Regions from separate parts of the Mus musculus genome. Here regions 1, 2, 4, 5, 6 and 7 are each linked to region 3. The links are chromatin contacts, called in public promoter capture Hi-C maps. All regions are on one chromosome and are shown on one strand. Each heading gives the region's core, a stretch centred on a gene start, on an enhancer-like site or on the middle of the called end of the contact. The rest is flanking DNA. Distances are from core to core; before and after follow the strand shown. Region 1 holds the start of Rpl29 (ribosomal protein L29). Region 2 holds the start of Twf2 (twinfilin actin binding protein 2). Region 3 holds the start of Ccdc51 (coiled-coil domain containing 51). Region 4 holds the start of Dusp7 (dual specificity phosphatase 7). Region 5 holds the start of Abhd14a (abhydrolase domain containing 14A). Region 6 holds the start of Glyctk (glycerate kinase). Region 7 holds the start of Poc1a (POC1 centriolar protein A).

Region 1 (3,635 bases), core at 482-2,981, 2.7 Mb before region 3:
ATTCTTAAAAATCACTATTTTTATGAGCCTGTATATGGGTGTTTAAGGCAGAGGACAACTGTCAGGAGTCTATCCTGTCCTTCCACAATTGGATCCGGGGTTTGAATTCATGTTTGAGCTACAATCATTCTTACCCACTGAACTATCTGCCCAGCACACTGTTTTTGCTGTTAGAGACAGGGTGTCACCCTGCCTGGCCTAGTCCTAGCTTTGTAGCTTAAGATGATCTTGAGTCCCTGATTCTCCTGCTTCTGTATAAAACTTAGGCCCTATACACTGAGTGGGTGGTGTGAGCTACCATGCCTTTCTGGAGATAGGGTCTTTCTACATAACCCTGGCTGTCCTAGAACTCACTACATAAACTAAAATCACAGAGGCTTGCCTGCCTCTGCCTCGTGAGTGCTGGGATATCCTGACATTATAAAAGTTTTTTGGAGCTGGGCAGTGGTGGTACACGCCTTTAATCCCAGCACTTGGGAGGCAGAGGCAGGGGGATTTCTGAGTTTGCGGCCAGCCTGGTCTACAGAGTGAGTCCCAGGACAATCAGGGCTACACAGAGAAAAACCCTATCTTGAAACAACAACAAAAAAAGCTTTTCGGAGACAAGGTCTACCTGAATTACTCAGGCATCTCAGACTTACAATTCTTCAGCCAGTAGCTGTGATTACAGGCCTGTTTTCACCTCTCTAGCATCATCTCACATCTAATATATGTGAAAAGAAACCACGAGGGCTGGTGAGATGGCTCAGCAGGTAAGAGCACCCAACTGGGGCTGGTGAGATGGCTCAGCAGGTAAGAGCACCCGACTGCTCTTCCGAAGGTCCAGAGTTCAAATCCCAGCAACCACATGGTGGCTCACAACCATCTGTAACAAGATCTGACGCCCTCTTCTGGAGTGTCTGAAGACAGCTACAGTGTACTTACATATAATAAACAAATAAATAAATAAATAAATAAATAAATAAATAAATAAATAAATAAATCTTAAAAAAAAAAGAGCACCCAACTGCTCTTCCGAAGGTCCTGAGTTCAAATCCTAGCAACCACATGATGGCTCACAATCATCCGTAAGGAGATCTGACTCCCTCTTCTGGAGTGTCTGAAGACAACAACACTGTACTTACATATAATAAATAAATAAATCTTAAAAAAAAAAAAAAAAAGAAACCACGAAACTGCCACTCTGGGGAACCAGCCCAGGCTGTTGGAGTAGACTTGGACTATCGTTGCCGCTTTTCTCTCTCTAATTTTCGGCACCCTAAATCCAGTCTATTCTTTTCCCTAGTACATTCTTCACTGTCTTCAGGCAGCCAGCGCCCTTGTGTGGCAGTCTGCATGAGTCTCATAGCTCTTCTCCTCTCCTCTGCCCTCTCCAGTGCATTCCACACAGGAGCCCGGTGAGCTGTTTAAGAACACAGATTCTTCGCTCCATTAACATTCATCCCTCAAAGGCCCCCTCGGCTTTCAGAGTCTTTGGAAGTCTAGCCCAAGAGCAAAGTAGGCACTGGAGGAAGAGAAGGAAGCAAACACGGGCTGGCCGCCGTCGTGGTCCATGCTAACACCACGCTCTTAACCCCAGTAGCAAAAGCCTGCTGTTGGAGGATGAACAGTTATAACCCAGTCTAGGCTACACAGCAAGAAAGACCCGCTCAAAAAATAGCGGGGAGGGGTTAAGCAAAGAAAGAAATCTGTGACGCTAAGAGGGCGTGGCCAGGCTCTAACCCCTCCCCTTTCTAGGCTTCAACTCTTTCCGGCCTTGGAACCTTTTTTCTCCGCCAGCAGTGAGGGAAGCTTTTCCGTTGGACTTTCCGGCGGTGTCGGCCCTATTTCCCGTGCTGCACTGCGGGCCTTTCTCTTTCTCTTCCGGTCTCCGGCGCTGCGGGAGCCGCGGGTTACCGTGAGTGTTGGCCTTACGGCATCCGATGACATCCGTGACTACAGGGCGGCGGCGGGTCGCGAGGCAGGCGACACGGGTGGCAGGAAGGACAGGGCGGGCAGCTGCTTGGCTATGGGGCATCGAGATTGCCGGGCGGGGGTGGTTCCCGGTCGTCCTCAAGGAACGGATGGCGGGGAAAGCCGCCCCGGGGCCGGCAAGCTCAGTCTCAGGACCGACCTCCTTGCTCGCGTTTGAGAGGTGGGGTCGCGTTTTGTGAGTGTTGCCAGGCTGGCGGGTGTCGTAAATCGGAAGCGTCTGCTGCAGCCTCTGGTTTCTTCATGTTACCCCAGCTCAGGGCGGCAGAGGTGTGCCGGTCTGGGGAAGCCCAGAACTGATCTCGTGGCTTTCTTGCAGGTGCAGACATGGCCAAGTCCAAGAACCACACCACACACAACCAGTGTAAGTTCCTTGGGCTCCGGCTGGCGACTGTACCCCAGCGAGGATTGGGTTAGGGTTGCTAGATCAGAGCTGGAGGGAGGGCAGGTCACCCTTCAGGTGAGCCTTGAAGATGATTGTGTGTTTAGCTACTTTGGAGATTACAAATTTGGGAGCCAGGAATCCGCTTAAAAAGCCCATAGTGCTTTCCACCCATCCTTAGTGTATTCTCAAAAGACTGCCAACCATGATGTTAGGTGGTCTTATTGGAAGATACCTCATTTTTTTTTGACCTGTAAATATTTGTTACCCTACAGCCCGCAAATGGCACAGAAATGGCATCAAGAAACCCCGGTCGCAAAGATACGAATCTCTTAAGGGGGTGAGTGATGACAGTGGGTCATAAACTATCCCTTGGCTCCAGGTCTACAGGGTAGGGCCTCTTGTAAGTCATGTCTCCTCCACCACCAGCGTGTGTGTTTCGAGCTAGGATTTCTCTGTGTAGTCCTGGTTGTTCTAGAACTCACTATGTAGACCAGGCTGGCTTCGAACTCTGAGCTCTAGGGATTGTGTTGCCTAGCTTCTCCTTGTCTCCCATGTCAGACTCAACAGAAAAGCCTTCCTTGACCTTCCCAGCCCCTGGTGTAATCTCCTGAGAACAGAACTGCTTCTCTTGCTCCGTGGAGCCTTGAGGGAGGGAGGGAGTCGTTCTGTATATTGGGTACCTCATGGTCTGCGTCTAAACGCAACTCTAGTTCTGTACATTTGATTGCACCCAGATAATAGACTGGGGATAACTGAGGCTGTACTAGGTCTGTTTGCTGCCTGCAACCACGCTCTCTGATGTGAATCTGATGGACTAGGCTTGGTATCTGACACTCAGCTGAGGTGGGGGGGTGCCCCTAGACAAGTCTCAGGAAACAGCTAGGTTTCCAGAAGTTCACACCCACACCCTCCAACCTTTTTGTGGTTAAGGTTAACTTACTGTTGTTTTTACAGTAACATATTTGTGACCAGGGACTTAAGGAAGTGAACCGGGCCTGTTATATGCTACCTCATACACCTTTTCTGTTCCCAGGTTGACCCCAAGTTCCTGAGGAACATGCGCTTTGCCAAGAAGCACAACAAGAAAGGCCTGAAGAAGATGCAGGCCAACAATGCAAAGGCAGTGAGTGCGCGCGCAGAGGCCATCAAGGCCCTGGTGAAGCCTCAGGCCATCAAGCCCAAGATGCCAAAAGGCCCCAAACTCAAGCGGCTGGCTTTCATCGCTCACCCCAAGCTTGGGAAGCGGATTCGAAGCTACATGGCCAAGGGTCAGAGGCTC
Region 2 (3,779 bases), core at 270-2,769, 2.9 Mb before region 3:
GCCTTGAAGGCCTTTGCTTCCTTAGTTCTGGATTATAGTTATTTGCCAACATACCTGATTTATGTAGTGCTAAGGATCAAACCTAGTACTTCACACATGTCACGCAGGTTAGAATGATCTATCAGCTGAGCCAGCCCAAGGATGCCATTTGAACTTGAGTTCTCTCACAGATTTGGGGTGTGTGTGTGTAGTATATACATACACTGTGTATGTTAGAGTACAATGTGGAAACCAGAGGTGGATGCCAGCCAGTCAGCCTCTATTGCGCTTTCTCTCTCTCTCTCTCTCTCTCTCTCTCTCTCTCTCTCTCTCTCTCTCTCTCTCTCTCTCTCTCTCTCTCTCTCTCCATTTGGCTGGGTTGGCTGACTAATAAGCAAATAAGCCCCAATAGGTATTGGCCTGTCTCCTCAAACTCCCTCTCCCAAGGTCCCCAGCCTCCCTGCACAGTCCAAGGGGAAAGCCAAGTGTCTTCATTCTGTTGCCGGGAATCTGAAATTATATGCTAACTCAGCACTTTACTGACTGAGCCATCTCTCATTAAGTTATCTATTTTTTAAAGTTTTTATTTATTTCAGTAAAAAAAAAATTTTGGTGTGTGTCTGGGTGTTTGGCCCGCATGTATCTATGTGCACAATGTCCGTGTCTAATCCCAGGAGGCCAGAAGAAGGAACAGTTGTGTCATGTGGGTGCTGGGAACCAAACTTGAGTCCTATGCAAAAGCAGCTAATGCTCTTGACCACTGAGCCATCTGTCCAGTCCCGTTTATCTATTTTTTAATAACAAGGTCCAGGGTGGAGAGATGTTTCTGAGGTTAAAGAGTACTAGCTGCTATTCGGCCGTTAGTCTGTAAGAGCAGTAGGAAAGGCTGCTGGGAATAGAGGCAAGGTCATTAGGAATTGGGAAGTTCCTCAGGTTGACTTCCAGTCCTTCCACCACTGGGTCACACTTAGCACATGCACCGTCTTTTTGGAAAACTTTCCTCAGCCTTGTTAGGTCACCTCGGTCTCTCCTACCGTATTCCTTCCAAAATTCATTTCCTCCTATGGCCATTCACTTTCTCAGCGTTGGGCTCCAGACACCGTGCACCTGATGACTGGTAGGAAATCAGTACACACACACACACACACACACACACACACACACACACACACACACACACACACACACACACACACATACACACACACACACTCACACTCACGACCACACACGAGCGCGTGCCCACCTACACTGAGATCACCTCACCATCACAAACGGGTACGCCTGGATCGGCCCTCACTCTCAAACCTCCTCCGCGGCAAGCTCACAGCCCCTCCCACGCCCAAGTGCGGATCCGCCCACAGACCTCCAGGATCCTGGCCTACAAGGGACCACCCACACAATCCCTTGGGGCCCCTTCTTGGCCATGAAGGTGGTAGCGGCCGGGCACTGGGCCATCCGGACCCCGGCGCCCGCTGCGCGCACGCGCGGCACCAATGCCCGCCTCTGCCGGCCTCGCCCTCCGGGGGCGGGGCGCGCTGGGGGCGGGTCCTGCGGCACCGCCCGGGAAGCTGCGCGAGGCTCGGTGCCGTCGCCACATCCTCCGGAGCTCTGGGTCCAGGCGAGCCGAGTCGAGCCGGGCCAGGACCAAGAGGAGAACTCCGACGGCACGGGCGAGCCGAAAGCTGAGCCATGGCGCACCAGACCGGCATCCACGGTGAGGGCGGATGGAGGGCGGACAGGGGCTCCGCCGCGCTGGTTCTCCGCGCTAGGTCCCTTCATCCTTCTCTTCCTTGTACCCTCCTGGGAAGCTTCCTGTTCTCTTTTGCAACCGCGAGTCCCTGGGATGGACACGTCTTGGGGCAGAACAGACTGTTGTACATAGCTGGGAGTGGGTGCACATGGATGCACACAGCGAGGGTGGAAGTATCTTGTGTACCCAACTGGGGGCGGATGTGCCTGTGTATACTGGTCTGGGTATTTTTGTTCTTTTCTGGAGGTGGGGTGTACCCGGATGTGCACATCTGGAAAAGTGTACATGGGTGTACACATGTTCTCTGTATACAGTCCAGTATGTGCACATCTGGATGAGACTTGGTTATGCCTGTCCAGGCTTCTTCGTGTGCATGCACTAGTGGCTGGTTTTGGACACTCTAGGTTCCATCTCAGACATCAGTGTTTCCTGGCTGCACGCACAGAAACTGTGGGTATCTGCATGTGTGCACAGTTCAGGCACATCTCAGTATGTGTGTGTTAGCATGGGTGTTTGCATGGGTGTCTTATGACTGACATGGGCTTATGTGTATGTGTGGAGAGGGTAGCCTGACCTTTTCTCCTTTCAGGACCCCTAGACTCTTGCAGACTAGGTTGGACAGAAGCTGGAATGGAGCCCTCCTTCTTAAGTAGAATGGGGAGAACTGCACATCTGACCTTGGCCTCTGACTTCTTCCCTTTTCCATTGTGATCTCTCTATCGCTGCTCCAGCCAGGCCTGCAAAGTCCCAACTTCAAGCTGGAAGCAGGGGAACGGGTCAGGATTCAGACTTTATAGGGGAGCTCCTGCCTCCACCCTCATCTACAGGAAGCTTCTACAGCCCAGGGCGTGACACCCATAGCCCCCCTCCAGGGCCCCAGTTTCCTCCTTGGAGAGACTTAAGAAAGAAGCAATAGCTGGGAGCCAGGTATTTTGTCCCCATTTGTTATGGGCCTGGAAGGGCTGCTTCCCTGGCCAGTAGGGAAGGCCAGGCTGCTTGCCCAGACAGCTTGTTGGTTTGGCCATCAGCCACTCCTACCACCACATCATGATTCCCTGACCAGGGCTACCACCATCGACCAGCCTGACTGCCGGAATCCCTGCCTGCGGTTGTGGCTGCTTGGTGGATGGACAAGCCAAGAGACTTTCCCTGCCCTAGCCCATCCCCATCCTGTTTGTCCTGAGCATGCAGGGACCTGGATCAAGCCTGGCCACCCACAGGTGGGCCAGCCTCTCCTAGAGATGGAGGAGCAGGTTTCTTGAGTCAGCCCCAAAGAGGGGAACTGTCAGGGTAAACTGCTGCCTGGCCTGCCCCTTCCTTCCTCTTTGTCTGGTCTGAGCTGCTATCTCCAAGAGGGAGGAGGTGCTACGAAGTTTTACACACACACACACACACACACACACACACTGCTTACAGATCCTGTGGCCAAGGCTCTGCCCTATCCCTTCATTCCCTATGAAGTGAGACAGGCCTGCCCAGGGGAGCCTCCCAGTCTCCTGCCTATGAGGATGTGCACCTTCTTTTGTGCCTGCTGGAAGTGGCAAGAAAGACCACCATGGAGGATCAGGTGCCAGCCTTGGCCAGGCCATAGGTGTAGGCCTGCTGACCTCAGAGTGGGGCCCAAGAGGGACAGTAACCTGAGGCTTGCTAGAGTTGGAGGTGGGCAAGGTGGGGGCGGGGAGGCATGAATCTTTGATGAAGGAGGCTCAGATGTCCCAGGCCTGGCCTCTAGATTATTGATGGTGACTGGGGAGACATTGGGGTGGGGTAGGAAGAGATGTCACTTTCCCTGCTGGCTTTTCAGTATGCCCTGGTAACAGTAGAAGGGGCTTGTCTGCCTCTTCCTCTGGGGAGCTTCTTAGCCTCTCTCTCTCTCTCTCTCTCTCTCTCTCTCTCTCTCTCTCTCTCTCTCAAGGTCTAGGCAGGTAGGAGGATCAGTAAAACACAGCTCCCTTAAGATTTTTTTAAAAATGTCAGCAAAGTCCAGTTCCTCAGCTCTTTCTCCCACACACCACAGGCCTCTGAGTTTGAGGGAATTAGCTGTGTT
Region 3 (3,723 bases), core at 1,207-3,706:
GAATTTGGAAGGCAGAGGCAGGCGGATTTCTGAGTTCAAGGCCAGCCTGGTCTACATAGTGAGTTCCAGGACAGCCAGGGCTACACAGAGAAACCCTGTCTCAAAAAACTAAAGAGAGAGAGAGCACACAGTTTAGCGGTGGAGGTGCACACTTTTAACCCCAGCACCCAGGAAAAAGAAGCAGGTGGTCCTCTGAGTTTGAGGCCAGCCTGGTCTACATAGTGAGTTCCAGAGCACCCAGAGCTATACAGAGACCCTGTCAAAAACAGAACAAGAGCACAAAAGAACCATGACAAAACAAATCTTAAGAGTCCAGGTACAGAGGTGCACCCTAGCATATCGAGGTCAAGGTCACAGGATGGGGAATTATTAGGAGACCTTGTTTAAAACAAACAAGAAACCCAAAATGGATGGGGCTCAGTGAGAAGTAGTACTCGTTACAAGTTCCTTTATCAGAAATTCCTGGGATTTGGGGGACATTTGCATACACATGATATCTCAGGGACCGGATCCAATTGTGGAGCCAGCACTTACTCATGCTTCATCTCACCCCCATGCACATGGCTTGAAGTGAATGTAACACAACACTTCCAGGGCCTCTGCACTTGACTGTAATGCATCATCCAACACCAGGAGTTTGCTTCTGGTGTTAGCTCTCAGATCTGGGACACTTTGGATTTGCAGATTATAAACACTTTGTCTGTACAGGATTTAACCAAGGTCTGACCTCCTTATACATAATCGCAGATTAAAGGTGCCAGATAACTGACCTCATTTTAAAAAGCAATCACAACAGCTACAATTACATTGCTATGTGGATAAACAACAGATCGAACCCAATGCAATAGGTCTTGGGGTGACAGTTCCAGTATCTATGTGACACTGATAACAGGCAGAAATAATTGCTAGTTAGAAAATGCAAAATAGTGCTTTTACAATGCACACAAAGTCAGGCTGGTTGCACAGACTCTAATCTTGGCTATCTAGGTGAAGGCAGGAGAATCTAAAATTCAAGGCCAGCCTCAGAAACTTTTTTTTGGCAGGGTTTCTCTGTGTAGCCCTGGCTGTCCTCGAACTCAGAAATCCCCCTGCCTCTGCCTCCCAAGTGCTGGGATTAAAGATGTGAGCCACCACTGCCCAAATGGTAGAGAACTTGTCTATCAATTTAAAAAACAACAACAAAGGTTAGAGAGATGGCTCAGCATTTAAGAGTACTGGCTGCTCTTCCAGGGGATCTGGGTTCAATTCCCAGTTCACAACTGTCTGTAACTACAGTCCCAGGAGACCTTTGTCTGGTCTTCCAGGGCACTGCACACACATGGTACACAGATATGCATGCATAAAAAACACCTATATGCTTAAATACAAAAATTAAAACTTTTCTTAATGAGATATTAGGACTCCTGGACCTGTGATTCACTCTCAAGAGAAAAAATCGTGGGCAAGGCACAGAGAGAGCATGGAGCGTAGGCTACAGCTCAAGAGGGAGGGTTTGCTTTGCACAAATGAGTGTGCTCCCCAGCATAGCCACAAAACAAAATAGTACCCAGAGCGAAATACATGCTAAGGAGCCTGGACTTTTATCCTCTAGTCTAGATAGCACGACTCAGTATCATTACTGATAACACGACCAGCAAGTAAAAAAAGTCCTATGTTCTAAGGTTAACAACCTATAAAGTGAATTGCTAGTTTGTAACCAGAAACAGGAGGATACTCAGAAACTTAGCTATATGTGTCTGTGCGGCGTACATGTTGGTGTTTCCACTTCTGTAGCTTCTCCATGAACTGGAAGCCCATGACTGTCTTGAGAGGCAACGTTTCCACTCCCGCCCTCTTCGAACTGCACAAACCCAAGGCAGGGGGCTTGGCCAGAGTGTACACCAGACCCAGTAGTTCACCAACGACCCCCGGAACAGACCTGTCCTGCCCTAGTATACCTACAATAGCTCGATCTTCACTTACCCAGGGGGCCCTTCCCGGCGGCCTTGGCTTTTAGCTCTTCGAGTTTCTTCTGTTCCTCCTTTTGTTTCTGCTTGAAAGCCTTATCTTCCTGCAGAGAGGCAAAGCAGGTTCACTCCAGTCCAGTCGCCCATACCCTCAGCGCCCGCCCGGCCTCCGCTCCCGTCCTCACCTCGTCCATCTCCTTGGCCTGCTTCTTGGGCTGTTTCAGGGGCTTCTTTTTGCCACCTGTGGGCGACACGAGCATGCTCGGCCCATCCCCGCCATCGATCGCCCTCCCATGGTTCCCCATCCATCCGTCCCACCCCCGATCTCCAAATAGCCTTACCTTCCCGGCCCGACATGGCGCCTCCAGCCCCTTCACCAGCCCCTGATCGTATGCCGGAAACAGGACTTACAGCCTTCGCTTATGCCGCACCTATGCGTGGCCCCTGATTGGCTGCTAGGCAGGAAGTCACCCTCACGTATTTTAAAGGATGCCTTCAGGGGCGGGTGCTGACCGGTCAGGGGTCAATTGAGTGGCAGACGCGGGGCTTTCTGCTGGAGCCTAATAGGCTTAGGCAATTCAGGTACGGGGCGGAAGGCTCCTTCTGCCTGGGTTTATCCGAAACCGTGGGAGTGGGGGATGGTGTCTGCCTATAAAGCTTGTAATCCGGCACAGAAAGAAAGCATTGCAGGTGGAGGGGAGGGTACATGCAAGTGCCTTTCCGGAACCGAGGAAAGCTCAAGTGGCGGGCACGAGATGGGATAGGAGATGGCAGAAGTGGGTAGTGGCCAATTATCACCCAGTCCTCAGCTTCAGAAGCCGCGGGAAAAAGTTCGGACTTATTGAAACAATGAGTGCAAGTGTTTGCAAATTCTTTCTTCTAGTTCGTTTTTTTGAGTATGTACTTTGTATAGATACATTGTATTCTGGACTGAGGCTTGAGGAACGCTGACATTGTAGCAAGACAAACCTACCGCAGAGCAAATAAGTAAAATACGCATCACACCTTATGTGACCTGTGTGGGGAGGAAAAAAAAAAAAAGCAGAGAAAGTGGTTAAGGAATGCTCCCTTGGTGGGATGTCATTTTTGCTAGGGTAGTTAAAAAAGACTTCTCCAGGGGCTCTCTGAGCAGGACTTTAGGAAGGCCAGGGAGACAACTGTGAACAGGGAAGAGCTAGGCAGTGCCAAGGCCCTGAGTGGAAGACGGCCTTGTGTGTTCCAGTCCTTCATATGATTGGAAGGAGTGAGAAAGCAGTCGAAAATGGAGAGACAATGAGAGTCAGATCCCCTGAAGCTGTGGAGAAGGCGTTGACTTTTGCCCTGAAGAAACTGCGGGACTGTTGAAGGCTGTTGAGATGGAATGGAGATGAGTGAGGGGTAGTCCAGCCATGGCATGCTAGCCAGCGAGACCACTTTGTATACCTGACAGAGATGGGGGTTGGGGAGACTCCTAGGCTTAGAAAGTCAGCAGGATTTTGCTAATAGATTGGATTTGAGTTAGGAGAGAAAACAAGAGGGATTAATTAGGGTGATGTGAGTTTGTCAGCCTAGCATTTGTACCTGAGTTCCCATTAACCACAGTAGCAGGAAAGATGGATTACTATTACGTTTCAAGCAGTGATACAGTTAGATAATATAAAATCCTGAAGAGATGCTTCAGCTGAAGAAGTGACGGAGGGGTGTGTGTGTGTGTGTGTGTGTGTGTGTGTGTGTGTTTGCTTGCTTGAATGAATGTGTGCAATAAAGGCTTGAACCTAGGGCCTCACTCATGTTAGGT
Region 4 (3,706 bases), core at 498-2,997, 2.7 Mb before region 3:
GGTTTGATTCGCAGCACCACACAGCGCTTCACAATCATCTGTAATCCTAGTTCTGTGAGATCCTACCGTCTCTTCTGGCCTCTGTGATCCATGGACATTCAAATAGAGAAAACACTTCAATCTTTTTAAAAAATTTAAAAGAAGCCGAGAGGTGATGGTGCACACCTTTAATCCTAACACTTGGGAGGCAGAGGCACCCAGGCCAGCCTAGGCTACAGAGAGAATTCCAGGACAGCCAAGAGTACACAGGAAACCCGGTCACCACTGCTTAGCGCTTAGCAAAACTGAAACCAAGAAGGGAGACTGGTACTCAGGATATACCACACATCACCAATTGGCAGGACAGATTGGGACTTAACACTTGGCCTCTGGAAGCTGTCTACCAGCTGTGTCCAGGACAGTACTCACAAAAGGGTCAGCTCTTTATATCTACAACCCCTCCTGACAAGACCCTCCCTGGCTGCCCTACTGTGGCCTTTCTCTAAGCGAATGTAGAAGAGGGCTCCTGCGGCTGAGAAAAAAAGGGAGGGGGGAGAACATTTAATTGGGAGATGGAGATTGAAACTGTAGCCCGATCGGACACCCCTGACACCGCAATCCCGGGTTAGGGTCAAGTTGGCTCAGAGATGACTAGCCCGGGACGGAGTGAGGGACTAAGCCTCAAGTTGGGATCCCCAGCCTGTTAAGAGAATGCACTCGGGGCTTGGGAGGAACAGCTCCCTCCAAGGAAAGACCGCCTTGGTCTGGTCAAAACCTTGCGGTCGGTCCTGCCGCTTTGTTTGAGCCCTACCTGCAGAGCCACGTACCTCCTGAGCCCCACCCGCCTGAGAGCCCGAACAGCACGCTGGACGAGGCCCCGCCCACTTCCAGCTGGGTGGACCCGCCGCGGGACCCGCCTCCTTTCCCCGCAGCCTCTTTCGGCGGCGATTGACTATCTGCCGAGCGCGTGCCCGCCTACCGCGAAACTTGATTGGTGCCTGGAGAGAGAGGTAGGCGAAGGGAAGCTGATTATGGAGCGCTCCCTCCCTCCTACCCGCCCCAATAGGAAAGTCACGTGGCGCTTCACTCCGGGCCAGTCACCACCGCACTTGTAAAAGCTTTCTTAAAGAGCTCGCGTTCCCTTACCCAGGGTTGGTCCTTTCAGAATTCCTCCACTTCTGCCTGCGATTTGCGAGAGCGGTCCTTGAACACCCCCCCCCCAACCCAAGTCACCTATTCCCTCAGCAGACCCTCCAACTCAGGTCTGGAACCTATGGCCATCAAGGGTTGGGATGATGCGGTCATCTGAAACTAAGACCGCCTAACACAGAGCACGACACGTAGTAGGAATTCAGTTTCCATTTGTTGAATGAACGCTATCAGAGAATGAATGAGGATAACAGACAAGAGGAGGGAAGACTGGCTCTGGGTGACCGCCCCCTGCCCCCAATCCTGAAGAAATTCTGCTTCTGTAAATGTTAGGTGGGGTCCCAGTGCAGCCTTTCTGCAAGGCACAGATGTAGGCGCTCAGCCAGAGATCTGCGAGGCCGCCTTGGCTCGCCCCTGGGCAGGTGGTAGCCAGGTCCCGGCTAGGCGGGCCCGTAGGAGCCGGCCGAGGGCGCTCCCGCGCCGCTTGCGGGGGAGGGGCTGCGGAGGCGCGGTGCCTTTAAGCCCAGGCGCCGGCCTCACGGCCCCGCCTCCCGGAGGACGCCCGGGCGCGCGGCCGCCGGAGCCGCGGTTTAATTGGGGCTGTCAGGCCGCGGCACGCGCGGAGGGCCGGCCGGGCGGGACTGAGGCCGGAGGCTGGGAGGCCGGGGCGGCGGGCGCGCGGCTCGGCGGGAGGCGGGCGCCCGGAGACGCGGCTGGGGCCAGCGCGGCCGGGGCGCCGTCCCAGGGCTGGGTTGCCCGGCCCCGGCCCCGGCCCCGGGATCCCCATGAAAAACCAGCTCCGCGGGCCCCCAGTGCGGGCGCACATGTCGACTTCGGGGGCGGCGGCGGCGGCGGCGGCTGGGGGCACTCGGGCGGGGTCGGAGCCCGGTGCGGGATCTGGGTCCGGCGCAGGCATCGGAGCGGGAGCGACGACGGGAGCGGGGGCCATGCCCTGCAAGAGCGCCGAGTGGCTGCAGGAGGAGCTGGAGGCGCGCGGTGGCGCGTCCCTGCTGCTGCTAGATTGCCGGCCGCACGAGCTCTTCGAATCGTCGCACATTGAGACGGCCATCAACCTGGCCATCCCGGGTCTCATGCTGCGCCGCCTGCGCAAAGGCAACCTGCCCATCCGCTCCATCATTCCCAACCATGCCGACAAGGAGCGCTTCGCCACGCGCTGCAAGGCGGCCACCGTGCTGCTCTACGACGAGGCCACGGCGGAGTGGCAGCCCGAGCCCGGCGCCCCCGCCTCCGTTCTCGGCCTGCTCCTGCAGAAGCTGCGAGACGACGGCTGCCAGGCCTACTACCTCCAAGGTGAGGACAGAACCTAGACCCCAGGCGGTATTGGGGCTGCGCCTCTGCTCCCTGGCGCCCTCGCTGCAGGCTGTTTCCTTTCCACTCGCTTGGCCAGGCCGGGCGCCACGTCGCCCCTGGTCCGAATCCGCCCTTCTGGGAGCCATCCCCTAAGGTGTGGATTTAGCCAGGCACAGGGAACCCGATCTGTGTTCTCTTTCTCAGCACCGTTCAGTGGCTGAAACAAACTTTCCCTTTCCTATTTAATTTTTTTCTCTGTGGATGGGTAGACAACAGCGCACAGGCTCCAGTTGAGCTCGGAGGAAGGGAGAGATCGGTACTGGAACCCAGAAAAGAGCAGGGCCCACAGGAATTTATGTCATTAGGAAGATAGGATCGGGAAGGTACCTTTTTCAGTATCACCCACCCTCCAGTGCATGGGCCCGTTTATGATGGTTTCTCTGGGATCCCACTATGGCCCCTATCAATCAGAATCACGGCTTGGAGGCACTTCTGCAGATGTGTGGGCAGTGGCCCAGGTGTGAGTGTGTGTGTGTGTTGGGGAATGGGGAATGGGCCTCAGTTCGCTGCCCCTGAGTTTATGGAAGGGGGAGACAGGCAGCTTGCCTGCGGGCCAGGGGGTGAGGGGAGCTATTGGCTGCAGCCGGTGTTTCCAATTAACATTCCAAAATGGCCTCTTGCTGGCAGCAGACAGGCTGGGAGGGGAGGGGAGTCCTGCGGCACCCTCGGGTGCCGCAGGGCCATGTCTAGCTTCATGGTGTTCCTTGTCTCTCCTGTCCTTGTCTAGCCCCCGTGGCCCCTCTCTTTGAGTCACATGCAGTGTGTCGGGTGCTTGTCCAGGGAAGGTGAATCGCTAGTACCCGGTTCCCCTCTTGCTGGGGAAAGGGACTTCACACCACCCTCCCCAAGTGTGGTTGCTTGGACTCTGCCTCTGACAGGCCCATAGGTGTTCTGGCTCCTCTCTCTTTGGAATAGGGGTTTGCTGACCTACAGGTGCTGGCCTGCGATGGGTTTGTTGGCCTTTCTTTGCCCATTGGCCACTACTGAGCAAGCACTCAGGTGTGTTGATGTATGTGGGAGGTATGGAAGAGAAAGGAGCTGGTACTTGACCTCAGGTGCTCTATATCAAGCCATAGGGCCAGTATACTTTAACAGTTACAGAACCCACTCAAAGCCTCAGTTCCCTTAACTGTGAAGTGGTGATTTTTTAGATGGCCAGAACATGAGTGAGTCCGTGTGTGATGTATTAGGCATGGTCACATTGTCC
Region 5 (3,447 bases), core at 652-3,151, 2.6 Mb before region 3:
CCATGGCAACTTGGGTGCCCAAGACTAGACAACTGTAGGGGTTCTGATGCAGACTGCACTGCGGGTGGAAGAGGTTGGAGGTAAACTGTGCTTGCTCTGGTTACCGAAATGCCCCTCTTCCACAGCACACAGTGTGCACACACTCATAACAGACACAAGAGCCTGGCTTCCACACACTTTTCAAGAAGCTATCCCCTAAATGTACCATAGCCTCTTTGCACACCCATTTGGTTTATGCAGTCACACTTGTACACTAACACCCATAAATCCCATACATGGGTGCGTTAACAGTCTCTTCCAAAGTCAAAATATTTCATGCTGCAGAGGAGCTCCTTAAGCAGGGAGGTGAACAGCCAGAAATCAGCTTCAAGAACTCCCCTGAAACTGATCAGATTCACTAGAGCCCTCCCTGCCAGAGTAAACCACAAAAGCTGAGAGAGAACCCCTCTCCCACCACATAAAGCTAAGCTGCAAAGAAGCCTCCTCCGAGAGCACGCCAGCTCCCCAAAGAAGCAGAAACCAGCCGAGCTGCCTACAATAGGTTCACACCAGCTGAGGCACTTGGGAAAGACACTCCCCAACCAGGAGAGCTGCCTGCTGGCTGTGCGGTGTGTCCACGTTTTGTGAACTGTCACCCCTGTTTCGGGCTTTGGTGACATAGCTGTCTTTGAGTCCTTTCTGCTCCCATAAGTAATCCCTTATCTGTATTTCTGTAAGTAACCCCAATAAAAATCATTGGTTCACCAAGTTGGACTTTGGTGGTATCCGTACTGTGGACTGTCATGGGCTCCCTATCTGGGATAAGTAGATGTGTGTTTTCTCTCCCCAGGAAATATTTTGTCACAGGACATTATTCTGTGACCCAAAATAAGGTTTTTGTTATCAGGATGGACACATAGGATTTCAAAACCATATGGAAGTCAGGCAGGTGGCCCATGGCTTCAATGGCTTTAATCACAGTACTCAGGAGCCAGAGGCAGGAGGATCTCCATGAATTTGAAGCCAGCTTGGTCTACATAGGCAGTTCCAGGTCAGCCAGGGTCACATAGACACAGTCTCGGAGAAAAAAAAAAAAAAAACAAAAAACAACCCACACACAGGTATGGAAGTTGGAAATTCAGGACCCATAGGGTGAAAGCAAAGAAACAATTCCCAAAACTGCCCTTTGAGCTCCATACACATCCCCCGAAATAAATGAAATACTAAAAGGGCAAGAGTTACAGGTGAAGGGCACCTGCTGCAAGCCTGACGATCTGACTTTTATCCTTGGAATTAATTCACAGTAGTGGAAGGATGAATGGACTCCAGCAAGTCTGGACTTGACCTCCTTATGTGCCACCACCAATATAAATGTTTTAAGAAAAAAGACCTAGGGGAAAACAAACTACTAGCAAACAAGGACCTGCGGGGCAGGCGGGGAAAGAAACGCACCAACTGAAGGACACACACAAACCTTCGGAAATACACACAGTCAGATGCAGAGATAAACACAGAAGAGACATGCAAGCAGGCATGCAGACCGGAAAACACTACCCCAGCCCCCGCTATCCCAGCCCCCCGCCGCCAATGCGAAGAGAAGCACTTATACCCAGACCTTCCAAAACACACAGACACTCGCGTGCCCAGGGGCACAGGAAAACTGTACACGTGTTGCCCCGCGCTTGCGCCTTCCAAAGGACTCTGCCCCAAGCGGCAGGGACAAGGATGGCTGATCCGGGGACAACCTGAGGGCCTCCTTCTCTGGGGACACTCACCGCGTGGACAGGAGTGACCAGAAAGGCTCCGGTGAGGCGGGGCCCGGCCTAGGCGGAACCAACTGCCAAACAGCCTAGCGGCTGTGGTACAGCCTCCTTGGTAACCAGACGGCTAAAGTCCAGCCACCCAGGCGCGCTTGCGCAGTACGCAGCTGCAGGCCAAGCCTGGTTACCAGGGAAGAACGTGGGGCGGTGCCCTAAAGCACCGAGGCCCGCCCCTCTCAGCCCAGATTTTAGGAATTGTTATTGGCCTGAGAGCCTGTGGAAAGTCACCCGGTTCATCAATTTCCGCAGGTTTGTTTGCAAAATGGGGTTTAGGAAAGACACGCTGTGTAAGGATGTCATGGAACTTAAGGACAGGTCAGGTCTCAGAAGAGTTCTTGGCACCAAGCTCTCCTAGCGTTAATGCCAGATGATGCAGCAGCTCCAGACTTCTGCCCAAGCATTTTCTTTACTCGCCCCATTCCCCAGACGGGTCAGAGCTTAAGGTGTCTTCTAAGTCTGGTCTGCTCAGGACATTTATTTTTGGTTGGCAACCTGTGATCAACGTCTGGTCTGTCCCAGGTTCAGGCCTCTGTGTTGCAACCAGACTTTGGGGCAGGGAGGCCAGGAAGGGTGCAAAAGATTCACTACTCATTTGGTACCTCGCCAAAGTTGGCATTAACCGGATTCATTCTACAGGCTCAGAACACACTCCGATGTCACCTGGCCGAACTTTGGCGGAGCCTTCCACTCAGATATGTAGCATGTCAGCTTTATGACAGGTGTACAACTCGTCATGTACTGTCCTGACTCAGGGTGAGGGATGGGATGGGATGGGAGGTTGGGGGTTGGGGAAAACAGCAAAGATACCAGAAATATTTCGCCCGTTAAGTCAAGCCATTTCTGTGTGGAAATGATCTGTGGAGCAGATCAATGAGGATGCAGTTCGCTGACTGTTTCGAGATCTTCAACCCTGTTTTTGGTGCACATGGGGTGGAGGTGGGCTTGGGAAAACAAGTTTGATCAAAGAACGAAGGGTTAAGGTGCAGACGAGCCTAGTGGCAGCTTGTGACCAAGAGAGGGCGCCTGGAACGCCTAGGCCTGTCCCCACCTCCTGTCCCCACCCCTTTCCTACTTCTCTCCCCACCCGTCAATAGCACACGCCATTCTCCTGCGGAAGACCACGCACATTTCCAGGTACCACGCACATTTCCTGTACTCTCGACTCCCTCTCTTGGCGTCTCCACTCAGAACCCACCTGCCCCCAGGCTTCTCATCTCGGCTCTCCAGGTCACCTCTCCTTCCCTCTCCAGGCTACCCCTCCTTCCCTTGCTTCCTCCAGACAGACTCAGGGTTCTGGAACTGTGGCCAGTGAGCCGGGGAGCCTTGGCAGCGCGGGTGACCGCAGCGTCAACTGGTTGGGCTCCAGCGGCTAGCGCGCTGAGCACCCCGCGTCCCTGGCAGTCAGGAACTCCAAAGTCCTTGCTGACCGGTGCATGTGTTTCTGCTTCTGGAAAAAGGGCCTTCGTCCCAAACAAACTTGATCTCCTGCCTGTATTACTAGTTCACCCACAGTACGCTAGTGCTGGTTTAGATGAGGCTAATCAGGGCGGTATTTACCCTTGATTGAGCACTTACTATGTCCTAGGCATGTATAAGTTTTCCCCTCATGCATAGCCTCATTTAATGCCTATGAGCTATTTTTTTTTCT
Region 6 (3,370 bases), core at 706-3,205, 2.9 Mb before region 3:
GGGTATACAGCATCTGGTATGCTTCCTTGCCCACATCTACCCACATCTTGCCACTTTCAGGTGGGCTGGCAGAACACCTAACCAGAAAGCCTCCCTCTTACTCTCTCTAGGCTTCCTCCCAGGACTTTCCAGGCCAGGCCCCTGCCAACTCATATGTTGGCTTAAGCTCTCATCTCCCTGTCACGTGTTGGGAACCCAGGGCCTACTGAAGAAGTGATTAGTGCACCTGAGCAGGATAGGCAGCCTGAGCCAGCCCTCCACCCTTCAGCTGCGACAGGGCCTTGCGGATGGTGTTCAGCTCCTGGATCGTGGCTCCTCGGGCTGCCAGCAGCTTGGTGAGCATCTGTTTCTCCTCCAGTGTGACAGGTGGGATAGGAGCAGGCAGCAGGGCTGAGCCCCCACCTAAAGTCAGTGAGAGTGTCAGGGAGAGGAGACAGCCCGACCCAGAGAACCAGGCAAGCCATAAGGAAGGTCCTCTAAGAAGGTGGGGTTACAGTGCCCCCTTGTGGACACAGAGTGAAGTTGTCCCCTAGTAGGGGTATACCAGATCCCAGGAGAAGCTTGCTAGCAAAGTGCTTGCCTAGCCTGTGTGAAGCCCTGAACTCTATCCCCAATACCCCCCAAAAATTTTTGTTTTTAAATTTAACTAAGAAAGAGCAAGAAAAAACAGCAAATAAGCAAGAAGAGAGATCCATGGGGTCTGGAAACTCAGCTTCAGGAGCACGAATGACACCGCTGCAGACAGCAATGTCTTCCAAAGGTTCTGATGTGTGTCAGTGTTAGTACCCAGCTGTGCCTTCACCATTACAGATGTTCAACAGGGTGAACTTCCAGCTGAGGAGAGGTGACCAACCTGACACCACTCACTAGGTACCCTCCAGGTTCCTCACTGTCTGCCATGGTCCTGACTTCACCCTGTGACCATATGGTACTCGGGGCACCCCTGTCGGCTGGTCCCACACCTGAGATGAGCACCAGCAGCAGGTCATCTGCAGTGAGCCCCTCTGCCAGCTGCTGGATGGTCAGCGCGGCCCGGAGTGCATCCCGATCCGGTAAGTTGTCCTCGGCGCCCTCGAACACCTGGATGCGGCTGTGTGGCTTCAGCAGCATCTCTCTGAGAAGGGAGAAGGGATGGGGGTGGGCTCCTCTCCTCCGACCTGACTTCTCAGCTGTACAGGTGAAAGCGGCCCACTGATAACCCATTTAGAAACCAGGCCAGACCCAGGAGATAGGGAGATCAAAGAGGAAGGGAGGTGTTCTTCCAAAGGACAGTAGAGGGCGTCCCCCTGCGCCCATAGACTCTTACTTCTTTCCAGCATGTTCCATAGCGGCTCGGATCCCCTTGGGTACGCTGATCACACCCTGCACAAGATGCTGAGCCAGCAGCTCCTCGGCAGCAGCTGCCATGCCCAGTACGGCCTTGCCGAAGCCCACTAGGTAGAGGTTTTCCCGCAGCTGGAAAGTCCGGTCCCGCACCTTCAGCTGTCTGCCACTAGGATCCAGGGACAGTGTCCTCTGCAGCATGGGGCCTGGCTGCACAGCACCCACTGCACTATCAAACAGCTGCCGTGCCTGTTCTGCCAAAGCCATACCACTGGTCATCCGGGCCACTGGGGGCCCCCAGAGGAGTGGACGGGATGGGGCTCGGAGGAGACAGGGCAAGACCTGTAGGGCCGCAGCCATGCCCCGCTTCTCTCAGCACAGCCTCGTGTCCATAGCTGCCTAGAGAGGGAGGAGAAGGAGTGAGGCCACGGACAGAACCCCACCATCCATCATGGCCACCCCTCCGAGGGCTCAGGACTGGCGGACTCCATAACCTGAAATGAAACCTGGAGAAGTCATGAAGCCTGCAGCAAACCTGATCTTACACCAGCCCTGAAAGCCCAGCCCTGATGCCCAGCCACGTCCTCTTCTGTAGACCACACACCAGTCTTCTGGACACTCTGCTCCAAGTCCAAAGTTCCTGTTAAGTGGACCTTCCTCCTAGGTCACCTCCTTTGCCTAGAAGTTAATCATTCATGAAGGACGCCGTTCCTACCAGCAGGCCCCTGGGCCATTCTTCTTCCACATCCTGTACTTCCAAAGCCCTCACACCACGGCAGTGCCCCCTTTCTGGCATTTATGCCTTAGACGTTCCTTTACCACTTCTACTGCCAAGAAAAAAAAAAAAAAAGGCTATTGGTTGTCTAGCCAACTGACCCGGAGTCCATTGACCTCTAGCCTGCTCTGTTAGCTCATACAACCAGTCTGGCAAAGCTGGGTCCATGTGGAAAGGCTGCAGATTTACCAGTGCACACAGCCTAAGGAAGCTCAGGACTCAGGCTAGTTCAGCAAGTGGTCCAGGCACGAATCAAGAGTAACCACAAATCTCACTCAAGGTCAGACCTTCAGCAAGTCCCCAGGTTATAAGCAAAAGGACATGTGCTATGGGGCTCAATCTATAGGACAAGACCAGACACCCTTGTCCCCATACAGCTGGTCATGATCAGCCTTGCCAGGAACATCCCTTTCTGGCTCCATGATAGCAAAAAACAAGTCCTGAGTTACACCCTTCACAACAAAAACAGCCCAGTGCTAGAGCAGGCAAAGGCCGGGTTCCAGTAATGAAGCCCAAACAATCATTTTCTCCACTGGGCAGAGTGAAGGACAGAAAGGTCTTGGGGTAAAGGTCGGGAAGCTACAGCGTAACTATACAGGAACAATAAAAGACTCAGCTGCAAAAAGATATCTAAGTTTAGGGACAGGAGGGTACTGAAGACTGTGCCCGGGCTGTCCATGTAACGAGCGAGCATGCGCTCTACCACTGAGCTACATTCAAGCCCCTAAAAAGGTAGAAAGACAACTGTATCCGTAAGCATGGGTGGAAGAGGGCGGAGTCTAGGGATGGGGTTCTAGCTTTTTTTAAAGCGTGTATTAGTATATCTTTTCTCACACTGAGCTCATTTGCAAGATGTGGGACACAATGAAGCCTAACTCTCACTTTTCAAGGGAACTTGAAAGTGTAGTCCTGTGGGAGAGACCTTCCCTAGCATGCATAAAGTCATCCAGTTCTCCATAGTGCTTGGGAGACTGACGCTCGTATTTTCCTGACACCTAGGGCTTTCTGATTCTCTGTACAAGCTGACAGAGAAAACTCCAGGTAACAGTTTATCCCACTCCTAAACAACGTAGCGCCTGCCAAACCTCCGCCATTTAGCCTTGTAGTTCCCAGCTAGCTTTCCCAGAAACTACTGTTTGTAAAAAGGAATACACAGGGCACTGCCGCGGGACGCCTGCAAACATGTTCAGTTTTCATGTATGGGATTCCCCGGGCTTGGTACTAAACACATCTTAGCATCCAAAACATAAAGCTCAGTCCTAGGTGAATTTT
Region 7 (3,429 bases), core at 616-3,115, 2.8 Mb before region 3:
ATGTATATACTGTAGCTGTCTTCAGACACCAGAAGAGGGAATCAGGTCTTGTTACAGATGGTTGTGACACACCATGTGGTCGCTGGGATTTGAACTCAGGACCTCCGGAAGAGCAGTCAGTGCTCTTAACCACTGAGCCATCTCTCCAGTCCCCCAGAACATTTTATGCTTAAAAGCTCACCCTGAGAAAGCCTTGCGGCTACAATGGGATCTTGAACAACACCCAGTGTAGTTGCTGGCTGGCTAATAAAGACTTTTTATTGGCTTAAATCCGTGTCTTAGCAGTCTCCTCTGGTGGCTACCCCACAATATTCTTAAAAAAAAGAAAGAAAAGAAAAAAAGCAAGGCAACAGAAAAAGATTAGTGGGGCTGGTTTAAGGTTACTTGGGACTGGGTTTCAGACCCAGCACCCACGTGACAGCTCACAACTGTTTGCAACGCCAGTTCCAGGGGATCCGGCGTCTTCATAAGACATCAGACATAAGTATGGTACATATACATACAGGTAGGCAAAACATTCCTACATATGACATTCCTAAAAAAGTAAAAATAAAAAGTCTGTGGCTGCCAGAGGAAGGAACGCTAGGACCACATAGAGAGACCTTATCTGGAAAAGCAGCAAACTGCTACAGCTTGGGAATTTCCTGAGAGGCAATTCATTTTGACATTGTAGGAATATACAAACGTGACCATCATGTTTCTGGCATGGGGTGCTCGTGACACACTTATTGACAAGAGAAAAACTGAAAACTGTTTATGGGAAGGCTGGGAATTTGTGAGCACCTATTTTTGTCTTGAGACTTTCACCTTGCCTATGTTAAATTAGCTTAAACATTTCTAATGTCAAGGTACCAATTCTATGCCAACATAGTTAAAATAGGATCAGATATAGATCCTGTATCTCTCATCAAAACACTAAAAGAATTATTTTTAATGGTGTGTGTGTGTGTGCCTCAGGAGACAAGAGGTGTTGAACTGCCTCAGAACTGGAGTTCCAGGCAGTTGTAAACCATCTGACATGGGAGCTGGGAATAGAACTTTCGTCCTCTGGGAGAACCATATACACTCTGAACCAATGAATCATTCTTTTAGGTCCAAATACACTCCCCCACACGCCAGTTTCTGAGTTTACTGTCCCTGCAGATTTAGGGACACAGTTTCAAGCCTAGGCATGTGGTAAGAAACCTCAGGACACAGCCAGATCCTAATTAGTGTTTTGAGTATGGACAAGTTGGCCGGCCCAGGAGAGATGATGGATGGAAGGTTCTTGAATCTTACAAAACATCCAGTTCAGGTCAGATGCACAGGTCACTCTGGGCTTCGGCTGCTTTCATTGCAGAAGGTGGAAAAGGACGGCCTCTGGTGGTTCCGCCCGACGATTGCTTCTTTCACCTTTTTTTTTTTTTTGGAGCTAAGGTCAGGCTACGACCCAAAGCCTTCTTAAGGCTAAAGAGTTCCGAGCAAGACGGGCCGCAGTCACATCCCCTCTTAAGACAAACGCGGAGGCAGGCCCTCGGAGTAGACGCATTTTTCCTGAGGTCACCCAGTAGAGAATTAAGAATTGAACATATGTCTTTCTGCACCATGGTTCTGACTCTTGAATGACTCCATTTTTTTTTTTTTTAAATAGACACTTAGGAGTATTCGCAGGAACGAACCATTCTGGGGTCCCAAGGCGCTAATAACCTGGTTCTCCATGGCGCCTTGATCGGACGTTTTAAGCCAAGAGCAAGGCCAGTCAGTATCCTCCTTCCGGGATACTTAAGCCTGTCACTCATAATGGTAAAACTCCGCCCGCCCCGGAGCATCTCGGTAAATGTAGTTCTACCTTTATTAAGACTGTGGGGTATAAGTGCTATGTAGAACTTCATTTCCCCGATGGCTGCGCGCTCCGTTACCTGAGCTAGAGCTGAAGGGCCGAAACCTTCATCTAAGATTTTTTTTTTTAAGTTCTTAGGAGGAAAGTGTGACAGCGAACTGAGGCTTTTGGCTGCTCGGCGGGTCACCTCATCTGGAAGAGCGGGAGGACAAGAGCTTGACGCCTATCGAACGACCCGACTTCCGGTCGGCGGACAAAAACCTAGGGCGCTTCTCCTTTAATTGCGGTGGGCGGGACGCGGCGACGCCACCGGCGTTGCTATTGGTGGCGATTGGGGGCGCGGAAACTGAACTGGCACAACTGCCGACCCAGCTATCTCTGGCACTTGGGGCACAGCTGGTCCTACCAGCCCGCTAGCCCCGCTATGGCTGCTCCCAGCCAGGTAAGTCCCTGGATAGTGAGCACCTGACTGGTTGGAACAATGGCCGCGAGAGAGGCGGATGGTGACGCGGGGTTCTAGGGTGACCTCCTCATCCAAGGTTACGGGGTGGATCCGGGCATTGACTTAGCACCCCAGGTGCCAGGCTAGATGTTAGACCACCAGGACGAAGAAATAAGTCTCTGCCTCTGGAATGTACGGCGTATTGAGGAAGACACCATCAAGGCCCGACCCTTGTCGTGGCCTGGGGCGAGCCTCGTAAGCTTGGCCTCTTGTGAGCAACAGGTCTTTTTTGGAGGTGACATCCTTTTCCAACAAGTAGAAGCAGTAGGCCATCGGGATGCCTGGGATAGCGGAAGCCTGCAGTGTGTCCAGGGCTCGATTCTGACCCCTCCCCCCACTCCAGAAAAGGACTTCAAATTGGTCCTTTAAATAAGAATTTGCTTCCACAGGGCCAGGTGGTACCTGATGCACCTGAGAAGACTTGGGTAGAAATAGAAACCAGACTTTTGAGTGCCGATTTGATATTCTGTTTACATTTAGCTCCACGCAGATTTTAGGGGAAACTGTTCAGGGAAGAAGGCATTGGGAAGGGGTGTCACTGATGGAGTCAGACCTGAATCTGCTTCTGCCCACTGAGCCTAGGATGGACACTTCCTCACCCTTGTGTTTCTGAGAGGCTCTGGTGAGGACAGGAGAGGGAATGAGCCCTTGCTCCTTAGTTGATTCTTACCCCTGAACTACCAGGCCATCTGTTAAAAGGCGTGAACCTGCAGGTGTGCTTGGGGGTGGAGCTGGGCACTGGGCCTCACCTTTGTTTGGGGTAGAGCTTTGTGGAATAGCAATGGCTTCGCTGTATCATAGAAATATCCTTTCCCAAGCTGGGTTCCTTGGAGCTCTTCAGGTGGTTTGGTTGTGTGTGTGTGTGTGTGTTTTGTCGTTTTGTTTTTTTTGTTGTTGTTGTTTGCTTGTTTTGTTTTTAATTTTTGGTGTTTGAGGTGGAGGGAGATAACTTACTATGGTCTTGGCTCTCTTGGAATTTACTGTGTGGACCAGGCTGGCCTTGAACTCACAGTTCCACCTGCCTCTGCCTCCCAAGTGCTGGGATTAAAGGTGTTTGTTCCCCACACTGGGCCCATATTTGATCTGTTTGTTGTGGATTTATTGATTC

Evidence for each region. Promoter capture Hi-C pulls out the DNA fragments that hold promoters and counts their contacts. Capture Hi-C pulls out chosen DNA fragments and counts their contacts.
Region 1: a promoter capture Hi-C map of pre-B cells shows a contact between it and region 3, with 4 times the contacts expected there. The contact joins the promoter of Rpl29 here to the promoter of Ccdc51 in region 3. A contact is called at or near these places in 1 of 39 promoter capture datasets (pre-B cells), 1 of 484 Hi-C or Micro-C datasets (B cells) and 1 of 9 other capture datasets (adipose tissue).
Region 2: a contact with region 3 is called in a promoter capture Hi-C map of pre-B cells, with 3 times the contacts expected there. The contact joins the promoter of Twf2 here to the promoter of Ccdc51 in region 3.
Region 4: a promoter capture Hi-C map of pre-B cells shows a contact between it and region 3, with 2.8 times the contacts expected there. The contact joins the promoter of Dusp7 here to the promoter of Ccdc51 in region 3. A contact is called at or near these places in 2 of 39 promoter capture datasets (liver and pre-B cells).
Region 5: a contact with region 3 is called in a promoter capture Hi-C map of liver, with 4 times the contacts expected there. The contact joins the promoter of Abhd14a here to the promoter of Ccdc51 in region 3. A contact is called at or near these places in 2 of 39 promoter capture datasets (both in liver), 1 of 484 Hi-C or Micro-C datasets (B cells) and 1 of 9 other capture datasets (adipose tissue).
Region 6: a promoter capture Hi-C map of liver shows a contact between it and region 3, with 5 times the contacts expected there. The contact joins the promoter of Glyctk here to the promoter of Ccdc51 in region 3. A contact is called at or near these places in 1 of 39 promoter capture datasets (liver), 1 of 484 Hi-C or Micro-C datasets (double positive thymocytes) and 1 of 9 other capture datasets (liver).
Region 7: a contact with region 3 is called in a promoter capture Hi-C map of liver. The contact joins the promoter of Poc1a here to the promoter of Ccdc51 in region 3. A contact is called at or near these places in 3 of 39 promoter capture datasets (liver and pre-B cells) and 1 of 9 other capture datasets (liver).

Annotation. Positions count from the first base shown.
Region 1 is chr9:106,427,680-106,431,314 of GRCm38.p6, forward strand. Rpl29 (ribosomal protein L29) reads left to right here and starts at 1,732. Exons shown (of 3, transcript NM_001324534.1): 1 at 1,732-2,335; 2 at 2,629-2,693; 3 at 3,390-3,635. The coding sequence starts at 2,299.
Region 2 is chr9:106,201,589-106,205,367 of GRCm38.p6, forward strand. It overlaps Twf2 (twinfilin actin binding protein 2), which reads left to right and starts at 1,520. Exons shown (of 9, transcript NM_011876.3): 1 at 1,520-1,696. The coding sequence starts at 1,672.
Region 3 is chr9:109,080,040-109,083,762 of GRCm38.p6, forward strand. It overlaps Ccdc51 (coiled-coil domain containing 51), which reads left to right and starts at 2,457. Exons shown (of 4, transcript NM_025689.4): 1 at 2,457-2,528. Tma7 (translational machinery associated 7) reads right to left here and starts at 2,342. Exons shown (of 4, transcript NM_183250.2): 1 at 2,288-2,342; 2 at 2,132-2,187; 3 at 1,963-2,050. The coding sequence starts at 2,303.
Region 4 is chr9:106,366,885-106,370,590 of GRCm38.p6, forward strand. Dusp7 (dual specificity phosphatase 7) reads left to right here and starts at 1,748. Exons shown (of 3, transcript NM_153459.4): 1 at 1,748-2,439. The coding sequence starts at 1,914.
Region 5 is chr9:106,445,777-106,449,223 of GRCm38.p6, forward strand. Abhd14a (abhydrolase domain containing 14A) reads right to left here and starts at 1,902. Exons shown (of 6, transcript NM_001110271.2): 1 at 1,755-1,902; 2 at 1-58. Abhd14b (abhydrolase domain containing 14b) reads left to right here and starts at 2,864. Exons shown (of 4, transcript NM_029631.3): 1 at 2,864-2,933.
Region 6 is chr9:106,156,183-106,159,552 of GRCm38.p6, forward strand. It overlaps Glyctk (glycerate kinase), which reads right to left and starts at 1,956. Exons shown (of 4, transcript NM_174846.4): 1 at 1,307-1,956; 2 at 963-1,114; 3 at 227-402. The coding sequence starts at 1,683. D030055H07Rik (a long non-coding RNA gene) reads left to right here. Exons shown (of 7, transcript XR_003948237.1): 5 at 111-335; 6 at 811-1,052.
Region 7 is chr9:106,279,196-106,282,624 of GRCm38.p6, forward strand. Poc1a (POC1 centriolar protein A) reads left to right here and starts at 1,866. Exons shown (of 11, transcript NM_027354.2): 1 at 1,866-2,261. The coding sequence starts at 2,244.